Linked DNA regions of Cyprinus carpio: region 2 is linked to region 1. A link is a contact called in public Hi-C data. All regions are on one chromosome and are shown on one strand. The core of a region is the stretch at or near the end of the contact, and the rest is flanking DNA. Distances in the headings are between cores, read along the strand shown. Region 1 has its middle 21 kb from the start of rint1. Region 2 holds the start of cdpf1 (cysteine-rich DPF motif domain-containing protein 1).

Evidence for each region. Hi-C and Micro-C count contacts between places; a contact is called where the count stands out from the background.
Region 2: a Hi-C map of skeletal muscle shows a contact between it and region 1, with 6 times the contacts expected there. The contact joins the promoter of cdpf1 here to the enhancer-like site in region 1. A contact is called at or near these places in 5 of 8 Hi-C or Micro-C datasets (liver and skeletal muscle).

What each region holds. Positions count from the first base shown.
Region 1 is chrB4:14,056,356-14,061,923 of ASM1834038v1, forward strand. No RefSeq gene overlaps it. Among protein-coding and RNA genes, the nearest start is that of rint1, 21 kb to the left of the region's middle. Within about 2 kb of position 2,061, at least 3 of the 8 cell types and tissues checked have an H3K27ac peak or open chromatin away from gene starts, as enhancers often do. A contact at or near this core is called in skeletal muscle, where this site is marked.
Region 2 is chrB4:14,125,237-14,130,804 of ASM1834038v1, forward strand. cdpf1 (cysteine-rich DPF motif domain-containing protein 1) reads right to left here and starts at 2,214. Exons shown (of 6, transcript XM_042722108.1): 1 at 2,051-2,214. The coding sequence starts at 2,148. It overlaps pparaa (peroxisome proliferator-activated receptor alpha a), which reads right to left. Exons shown (of 11, transcript XM_042722106.1): 11 at 2,363-3,743. The coding sequence ends at 3,499.

The sequences.
Region 1 (5,568 bases), core at 811-3,310:
TAATGAAACCTTGGGGCGAAAAGATATCAGTCAAATTCGATTTTACTTTGTTTATTGGTTTTTTCTTTTTCACCTAACGAACATAAGGACAAAATTAGAGTCATTAATTTTTCATGTTCACAGTGCATTAATGTTTACAAAGAGAACTTGTGATTTTAATAATGCATAAGTAAATGCTGAAATTAACATGAACTAAGATTAATAAATGCTGTGGAAATATTGTTAATTATTGTTTGTTATTTATATATGTTAACTAATGAGCCTTATTGAAGAATAACCGCAAATGAGGCATTAAGTGCGTGGCACTGCGACCAACTTAACATTTTACAGAGTTTAATGTAGCAATGTGGTCGCTCAGTTTTTCAAGAACAGTTGAACAAAGAAATAAAGTGTTAATACACACAGGCCGTATTGATTGCAAAAACAAAAATAAGATGAGTAAAGAAAACACAGCACTTATTAAAATAATCGCCCTTTACTTAAATATATGAACACAGAAAACCGCTGTTAACAGGTTAATATAACATTCCCCATTCTATGACTAGTAAAATAATGGCAACTTACTCTGATGAACACTGCTCTCCTCAGCTGCGAGCACTGCGTCCTCGTCTTGTGTGACAGGTGTCAGCGTTAAGGCACAATACTGCCAGCTCAACCAGCAACCAGCTACTGACTATTTACAATTTACATTATCATAAAACATAAGAGACCTGTTAATTTTAAATATTGCGGTTATTGCTAATACCGGTATATTGTCACACACTAAATTAACACGATATCGATAATTGCTTTGAATATCACGGTTATCGTCAATACCAGTATATCGCAACACCCCTACTGCTATACCTTTAAATAAACACAGAGCAGACTTTGTTAAAAGCTAGTTCACCGAGAATATTTATTTTCTCGGTGAACTAGCTTTGTCATTGTCATTTTCTCTTCCACATGTCATTTCAAACCAGTTTGTGTTTGTCTTTTGATGATATTTTAGAAAATACTTGTGTTTTAGTACATACGATGAAAGATAAAGGGTTCCCCCATGCATTGACCATCGTTTAGTGGACAAAACACATTCTTCAAAATGTCGTCTTTTGTGTTCTTCAGATGAAAGAAAGTCATGAGCGTGAGAAAATGGTAATAGAATTTATATTTTAGATTGAACTTCCCCTTTAAAAGCACATTCCTTTTTCTAGGTGGTGCCAACATGACCTGTAAATCGGTGTGTTATATACGTGGTTTCACTTCTTTTTGTATGCCGTTTGACTTGAATAGCAAAACCTGTTTACTAATCTGAGGATTAAAACTAATTTGGATCATGCAAAAGGAAGCGCTTTTTTAATGTAAGCAGGTTGAAATTCTTCCCCTGACTGCAAGGCCATTGTTAAACACTCTGGACTTGTGGTTAGAGTAAAAGCGTGACAGCTCATAGTGAAAAAGTGTGTGATGACCTTGTAACCTCTCCCCAGATAAACAGAAGATGACTTCTTTGTACACACACCAGTCTTCCTTAGAACGTACTTGGCGCTAGAGTAAAATCTGTAAGGCGAAACTGCACGTTGCCTAATCCGAACTTGTGCGTATGATCTCATGAAAAGGCTGTAAATACAGCCTTACGTGCATCCCGCACACGTACACAACAGACACGTGTACCATAAAAAGTAAACACACCAGCTAGGAGTGAGACACACCCATGCACACTTGTGGCCTAACGTGCTGCAAACACAAAGTACATGGAGAACAGTAGGCTTCATGTGTTTTGGTACAAAAAGGGGTATTTCCTGAGCGATCGTGTTTGTTTGGGGAAGTGTGGTTGATGCAGTATACTTGACCTAGATATAGTTTTATGTCTGTTTCTCCCCCCAGCCGAGCTCTGCAGGTGCTGCGAGTCAGAAAGTCTTTGCCTGGATGTGCTCCAACTCTGTGACTTGGAAAGAGACTCTTAGGTCTCGGTGTAGAGGGGGCATTAAATGTTTGAACACGGTGCTAACAGCCTGCTCAAGTATCTGAGCGGTCTCTGTGGTTATTCAAATGTTTCCATGGTTACTTCTCACCCAATCGGATGCTTTTGAATCCACTCTGACCCTCTGAGCTGTGGGCTGAAGCTTCCTGTTTGCAGAGCAGGTTTGATTCCTACTCCCCTGGGGCAGAAGTTTTCGGCTGTGGCCTTGGATCGGTTATTTAGTGCAGTTTTAACGCTCCTCCTGCACCCATTTTAATTAAAGCATTTGTCAACAGAACAATAAAACTTGTTCTCTATTGTTTGTTAGGCAGCTGAAGATCCAGCATGGGGAGATTATGAGGTCTGTTTAAGTTCATTCCACCACCTATAACATTTTATTTAGAGATAAAATTAGCTAGACTAACTTTTCCTCTGAAGTGCCATGCCCCATATCACCCATTGATTCGATATCAGTAGTCGTCAAAACGACTGGATCCAAACCATTAAAAACAGTCATCTGACTTCACATCTGTTTTGTCTGATTAAAACGCAGCGCCTTTGATCAGTTGCTTACGACAGACTTGAAAGAGACTGCAGAGCAAGGGAAAAAGGAACAACTTTCATATTCAGTCTGAAACTGATTCAAAGTACATACAGATCAGAGGACGAAAAAAGGCAGCACAGCAGCTCCCAATTTAATAAACACTGTTAGGTCTGAATTGAGGCTTCTCTGACAAATATTGTCTTTGGAAGAGTTCCAGGTTTTTTCCTTAGATGAATCCGTGCCAAATGAAAACTCCTCCAGCCCAGAGTATTTTCTAGAGCCTTGAGTGTTGTTATGGAAAGTGGTGCAGGGAAGAATGCCCTCGTCGTACCCTGTTGAGGTAGATACTATAATTAATTTTCTGCAAAACCAGCATTAAAAGACAGAAAAAAAGAACACTTTGTTTGACAGGGATTTAAACTTCTTGAGCCAACTTGTAAACAGAAACAGCCTGGATTTCTCTGTCATGGAAACTCAACCTGCTTGTCAACCCTCTAGAGTCACTAAATAGTTATTAGAATAAATGTGCGTGTTATTTCAGTGATAATATCGACAGTGGTTCACTTCTTTAGGCCTTTTGTCCTTCAATCCAGCCAAGAAATATAATTCTGATATCAGGAGCTCTTTGAAAAATCTGGTTTTGATCAGAAAGTCTTTGGGATTAGATTGGTGGTTAGTTTTTCTGTAATCCTGTTTTGTTTTCCTCTGTTTGGCCCATGCCCTTTGATAAGGGTGAAAAAGTAGATGTGCTTACTACCAAACAAATGTAGCATGTGCAATGCAATCATATTGGGGTGTTGTCATTTAGCATCACAAAACACGTAATTTACTAACTGAAGCATAGCATGGATTTATGCATGCTCCATGTTTGTGCAGCTGCCTGCAAGACAAAGGACAAGATGGAAAAAGTGCATCCGTTTCAATTTTCCTGTCTGTGCCATCTGGTAGCTGAGGTGAGGTTCTGGTTTATGGGTAGCTTCATGCACCATTTAGGGGCTGTTTGGAAGAGAACAGGAGGAAGAGAGCATGCATCAGTGAAATGACCATGTCCACCCTGCCTTTAACTCGGTCATTACCAGCATATGGCTAGTGGCTGTTTTCACCACTCTGTGTCCACATGCTCTCTGCCATCTATTATGAATGCAGCCATTATGAATGATTGTGAAGGCCAGGCAACCCAGCTGGAACTAGACTGTCGTTCAAGATCAATAAATTATCTTCAAAAAAATCCAGCAAATAACACCACATGATAATAATTTAATAATTTTATGATGAAAAAAACATATACCTTCTGGGAATGAACAGCATTTTTGGTTTAGTGGGCCTGATGTTCCACTTGCAAACTTTATCTCCAGTTTAACTTGATGTAGGATGCAAATCACCACTCATCCATTCATCTTGAATCCCTGTAGTCAAGTTGAACCAACGAAATATTGATTAAATTTAGTGAGACATCCTGTTTAAAATTGTGATAAGAGGATGGATGCTCTTTGTCCCTGTCCACTGCTGGACAGTGAAATGTGGTCTTACTTTATATTCTTGTACAGTATTTTAGATGAACCAGACATCCAGGAGACCTTAGTGACCCAGCTTCATTCATACATCTGTAACAACAAAAGAAAACAACCTTCATCCCCAAAACTAACCTAATTTTTCCCTCACTGATTCAGCCACCTTCTCTAAGGTAGAAAGATATGCTAGAAGAATGTAGCTTGACAAACTTTGGTGGATCTGGCAAGCTAAGCGATCCAGTGTGATCTATCTATCCATCCATTTGTCAGTCCATCAAAGCAGGATGTTATAGCGAAGATGCACCGAGCTTCTTGACAATATCCCCAACACAAACATCATTTCCCCACATTGAAAAAGCCATCTTCACTAAAGTAGTCCAATTTTATCCAACCTTCCATCCATCCATCAGTCCATCAAAGCAGGATGCTAAGTAGAAGAAACCCTGTGCTTCATGATGACATCCTTACAAACAAATGTGTAGGTAATGAATGTGGATTTGCGCAGCTTGTCAGTTAACAACGGCTCTGTGTAGTAACAGCTGATCTATGTGAAATCACGCACCTGATGGAATTTACCGCTGATTAGATAACCGGCTTTACTGACGAGATGCGCATTAATTATCGCCTGATATTTATCGTGCACCCCTACAAATGTAGTTTTCAAGCAACATTTCCAGCCTTCTGCAGGTTATACTAGAAGAAAGGCGCTTGACGACTTTTGGTGGATCTAGCAGGCCACACAGACTTGACCTTACACCAGACCAATGTAAGATGATAAACTGGCAATAGGAACAGGATAATACAAAAGTCTTCTGCTCAGATGCAAATACATCTTGATGATAATGAAAACACGTACCAATATTCACAAAGCTCTCAGATCTGCTGGGTTCCTTGCTGCAGAAATATTAAACTCAAACATGCCTGTAATGTGAATGTCAGCTGTAGGATTGTAGAATGAAAACAGTAATATTGTACAATGTGAAAGCATCTGTCGTTGTCAGTCTGAGCAAAATAAATGAATTTGAGGTTTTGCTTGGAACATGGCAATTGATGGAGATGGGAGAATGAAGTTGGGAGAAAAAGTGGGAGTGCAAAAGCATCTGTCCTGAGGTCTTGTGGTTAACCATTCCACACCAGCACTCAACAGCACTCGGGCTGCTGGGCTGGACAATAGAAGATCGTGTTACAAGCCAAGCTTGATGCTCATGAAATCTTTAGCTGAGGCTGCTGTAGTGCACGCAAGCCACGTGTTTCAGAGTTTATTAATAAATCGGTTTCTTGCCATGATGGGTGTCGTGGCTAGTTTGTTAGTAAGGGTGTTTACACCTTCTCATAAACCACAGTATCACTCATTGCCTCACAAGCACATCGCAAGTTTACAACTGGTTGAATAAGGTGTAAAGAGCTGAACAGAAAAAGCAGGATTTTCAGTTTTCCTTTACTCTCTCAGTTGGATTCCCCACCCACAGTTTGACCTAACATCTCTTGAGTCAAGTCTTCCATTGTATAGAAGCTGGATTTAAAACTGAAACATCAGAATGTGAATTAATCTGCTTGTTAAAAGGACTCTGACC
Region 2 (5,568 bases), core at 964-3,463, 69 kb after region 1:
ACAGCGTCTCGTCGCCGTGATGTTTTCTAGTTTTCACTGGCGTCTTGGAGCGAAATAAGTGGGCGTATCGTATTCAATAACTTGACAAGAATTGACGTCATTAGTCAGAGAAAAAAGCTTCGGTCTTCTAACGATTCATAAAAAATGACTCAGAGTCGACTCTTACTTTTGAAAGACAATAACTTTATAATACGGTGCACTGTCATATTTCAAACTTTGCAGGATGTTTTTGTTCACTTAGATCTATGTTCAAAATGTTGATACATTCATTTTCAAAATAATCAGAGGTGGACTGTATGGAAGTACATTGCGAGCTCTTGGAGATTATTATTTTTAAGCAAATTTGACACTATTTTAGAATTAACGGATTACTTACTAATGCACAACATGCTTACAGACCAGGACACTCCACAAGTACCGCTCTTATACACACGACAGATGAATGGTTAGCATGTCTAGATGATAAGAAACTGGTCAGTGCTGTTTTAATAGACTATACAGCAGCTTTTGATGTTATTGACTATGATATTCTTATTGCTAAACTAAAACGTTATGGTTTTTCTCTCACAGCTCTTGATTGGATTGGAAGTTTTCTTTCTAATAGAAGACAGAGAGTGTTTTATAATGGTTCTTTCTCGGAGGCTAAAATACCTGTGGTGTTCCACAAGGGAGTTGTTCAGGTCCATTATCGTTCTCTATCTTTATGAATGATTTACCACATGTTGCTGATTTTCTGCTGCACATACATCAGCTGAGCTTCAGGAAAATTTAAGTGATGGGCTGTTAACAATTACAAAGTGGGTTCGAATTAATAAACTAATTTTAAATATAGAAAAAACTACATGTATTGTTTTTAGTTATAAAAAATAATATGACTAAGGCTGCTGATTTGAATTGATTTATTAATGGGGTGCCAGTGGAACAAGTAACAAATTTTAAGTTGCTGGGTGTGATACTTGACAATACGTGGTCCTGGTCCAAACGTATAGATTATAAAAGGTATAGCGGTGGCCAGGAAATGTTCTGAATTTATTCCATCTTTACTTTTAAAAGATGTGGTCATTAGTTTTATCGCATCTCGAGTACTGCTCTATGGTACAGTCAAGTGCATCTGAGAAACACCTAAAAAAAAATTATAGAATAGAATAGAGCAGCCAGACTAGTGCTTCATTATCAATTTCGGGCGAATGTTATTGAGATGCATAGAAAGTTATCATGGTTGCTGGTGAAGGTTAAATTACATTTACGATTGTAGTAGTCAAGTATCAAACTCCTTGTTTTTTCTATGAAAAGCTTGTTTATGTGGGACTTAGACATGATCATACGTCGAGTGAGTAAGACTCAACTTTTTTTCTTTTTTACTGTGTCCACAAACAAATTCGATGAAAAATACTATACTTTATCAAGGTTCTGTTGCTTGGAATATGGTTCCCATAAATATACGAAAGAGTAACTGTACATATGTATGTATTCGAAGAAAATGTGAAGATTTGCTTATAAATATGTCATTGTATATTTTAACTACTGCTGATGTGTATAGTTTTGTGATGTGATAAGTGAAATTATATTCTTGTTCGTTTTCTATTTATTTGTAAGACTGTTTGTTTTGGATTGATTTGTGGACCCCAGGAAGACTAATGGGGATCCAAATAAACAACATACCACTGACTTGCGTTATATGAGTTTGATAGATAGATAGATAGATAGATAGATAGATAGATAGATAGATAGATAGATAGATAGATAGATAACTGCAACGACATGAGGGTGAGGAAATAACTCTGTTTCGGTTCTGCATTCTGGCAGCCTGATTCAAAATTATGCCAGGAATGTAATGTTCATATATCTATTTCATCCATTACGTGTCACGTTCACATACTTCACCGTGACATCACAGCAAACCACACTCGGTTCGCGCAACCTTGTACCATTATGCATGTTTACATCTATGTATATCACTAAAGCTTTACTGCAAACGTTCATCCTTTGCTTAAGAAGACCGACCATCTCGAGCACTATTTTGCAGTGTCACAAATACTATTGTACTTACACTACTGCTCAGGTGTTTGGCGGCTTCTAGCCGCAGAAGCTGAAGGGACTGGACAGTTCACACAGCTCGCCGAGCGCGGACCCTTCGTTCACTTCCATTAGGTAACCGTGCGCTTCTCCTCTGCGTCCCGTTCAAACACATCCTGCTTGTTTTGAGTGAGCAGCACGCGATCTGACAGCGCGCCATGATGCTGCTGCGACGTCACGACGGTGCGTCAAGAAGGACAGGCTCAGCGTTTCCGTTTTACACCTTTCACCTGCAGTACATCAGACTACACAGAAGATGGCGCCAGAAATAAACACGTCCACGCCGCTCATTTCAGGTTTTTAAGAAACATTATTCAGCAACGTGACATTTCATTTCAAACCACAAACACCAGCTGAGATCAGTCAGTAATTACGCACCCAAAAGACACAACTAAAGATGAAATGATTCATTAAAAACTGCAACAGTCTACGAAGCACTGTCTGATCAAGTCTTGTGAATTGTCAACTCTAGTAGATTCTGCTCGAAATGCTACGAAAATTAACTTTCCTTAAAAATAACACAAATACATCAATAAAACAATTTACCAATTGAATACAGGTACCAAGTCAGAACACATAACACATTTGTACAATAAAATTACAGTTGGAGTGCTATAAAGTGTACAATAATATTTTTATACAAGAGATTTTACAAATGATGTTCAATGTACAAGCGTTTCAAATGAGGTAATAAACAATTGGATTTATATGGCTCTCTCTCTCTATACATTTTATTCTAGCATCAAACCATTATATGACAAATCACCCCTTATTCAGGATAGTCAACTCTATATATGTTCCAGGTCCTAGATCTTGACAGCTGGTGCTTATCTGGCAGAGTGCTCGAGTTGTGCTCAAGTTTAAAAGTGCAGAGCGACGTCAACCGCTCTGGAAGTTACGTTTCGTTAGCCACACCCCCCTCATCTCCAAAGCCCCGCCCTTCAAACTAAATAGGTGGAGCAGGAGAGCAGCAGCGCATCATCTCAGACTGGCTACATTTCGTCACAAACAATACAAGCCAACTATGCTCTCGCACTATAAACAGATGATTATGAAGCTTAATATGGCACTTTAATGGTCTACTGCGAGTTTACAGTGAGCCAAGGCATATATTTAGAGTGCCATCTACTTACTGCACTTTTTGGCAAATTTACAAAAGCATCTATTGCACTTTTCTATGGGACTATAGGCATCGATCTTATAAAGGTCTGTGCCCTATTAAAGGTTAGTGCTATATTTCTCAGCGAGCTGGCTTTACCCTATAATGTCCCAGCAGAGCTTGATTCCACAGCAGGTGCACACCACAGAGATGTTTCCACCGGGCTTCTTCCCCCTCTGAGCTGAGCATCCTTTACCTCCTGTCCCACACGCAGAAGGAGCTCTTGTGTTTTGGCGCTTGCTGAGAACGGCGACGGTTCAAAGTCAGTACATGTCCCTGTAGATCTCCTGCAGAAGCGGGTGGAGTGAAGCGTCCTCCGTCTTGTTGATCTCCTGGACCAGCTCCGCGTGCTCCGTCACCAGCTGCCGCAGGTCGGCCAGTTTCTGCAGCAGCTTGGGAAAGAGTAAGGCGTTGTCGGGGTGGTTGGACAACAGGTGGAGCCGCAGGGCGTGGATGATGCTCTCCTGGATGCGCTCGATCTGCGACACGTCGCTCAGTCCTGGACGATCTGTCGATGGAGATCCAGAGAGAGAGAGGAAGAAACATGAGAGAGACATGTAAGAATAATGAAGAAATACTTAAAATACTTAAAATTACTCAATTGATTCATGCCATTATTTTCACTTCAATTATTAATTTGTTACCCTGGACCACAAAACCAGTCATAAGGATCATTTTTTGGAAACTGAGATTTATCTGAAAGCTAAATAAAATAAATCTTGTTAGGACAGGACAATATTTGGCTGAGATACAACTATTTGAAAACCTGGAATGTGAGGGTGCAAAAAAAAAACGAAAATTAAGTCCTTAGTGATGCATAGTGCTTAGCAATTCAATGCATAGCGACTGAAAAATTAAATTTTTATATATTTATGGTAGGAAATGTACATAATATCTTCATTGAACATGATCTTTACTTAATATCCTAATGATTTTTGGCATAAAAGATAAAAAGGCATAAATTTTGACCCATACAATGTATTGTTGGCTATTTGCTACAAATATACCCATGCTACTTATGACTGGTTTTGTGCTCCAGGGTCGCATTTTGATATTAATACCAGACTTTTCAAATAAAGGACTTTCGTGTTCAATTGCTATGATATCAAAATCTTGACGTCACTGGTACTACTGTATAGTGTGTCCATGAATTTAGTATTTTTTGTTTCTGCTCGCTGTGTCTCTTTAGCATATATAGGTTATAAGAAAACAGAGCAGCCTCCTGGAAGCTGCGGTCTGTGGAAGCGTCTGCTTTCGGATCTCCTCGGCTGCTGCTGGAACCGGCGGGAGAGGAAACTGTGGTTATTTTTGCTAGCCCTCAAAGAGAACAAAATCCCCATCTTACTCTGACCATTATTATGTCATACCTTTCAAAAGCTGCTGGCTGTGGGACTCCAGAGGTGACATAAAAACAACCTGAACCACAACTTACCTACTTAAAGTTCAGCAAAGGAGATCATATTAAAGGGATAGTTCACCCAAAAATGAAAATTCTGTCATTAATTACTCACCCTCATGTTATCCCAAACCTGTAAGACCTTCGTTCATCTTCATAACAGAAATTAAGATGTTTTTGATGAAATCCGAGAGCTTTCTGACCCTCCATAGACAGCAGTGCAAATGATACATTCAAGGCCCAGAAAGGTAGTAAGGACATCGTCAAAATAGTCCATGTGACATCAAAGGTTCAACTTAATGTTATGAAGCTATGAGAATAATGTTTGTGTGCAAAAAAAAAAAAAAAAAATTACGACTTTATTCAGAAATTTCTTCCTTTCTTTCTTTGTCGTCACATGGACTACTTTAACAATCTCTTTACTACATTTAGCTCCATTGCTGTCTATGGAGGGTCAGAAAGCTCTCTGATTTCATCAGAAATATCTTAATTTGTGTTATGAAGATGAACGGTCTTGCAGGTTCGGAACGACATGTGGGTAAGTAATTAATGACAGAATTTTAATTTTTAGGGTGAACTATCTCTTCAAGATGTTCATGAAGCACAAGAGTAATGCAGGTTAAATAAAATATGTATGTTTGTATGTTTGTATGTATGTATGTATATATTTATACATTTAAAGCACCATTTCTGTAGTAGTTTAATGGTCCTTTAAATCTGTATTCAAAAATAGGGGTCTCCAAACTTTGAGGCAAAAGATCCCCAATATAACCATATATATTATATAAATGATCATGTATAAATACTGTATATCATGTATATTTATACTGTGTCAGAATAATAGTAAATGTAAAAAATAGAATAAGATTTTTTTTTCACTGTACTTGTAAATCAAAGCAATTTAAAATAATTCTTTTTTTTCTGCCTACTATTACAT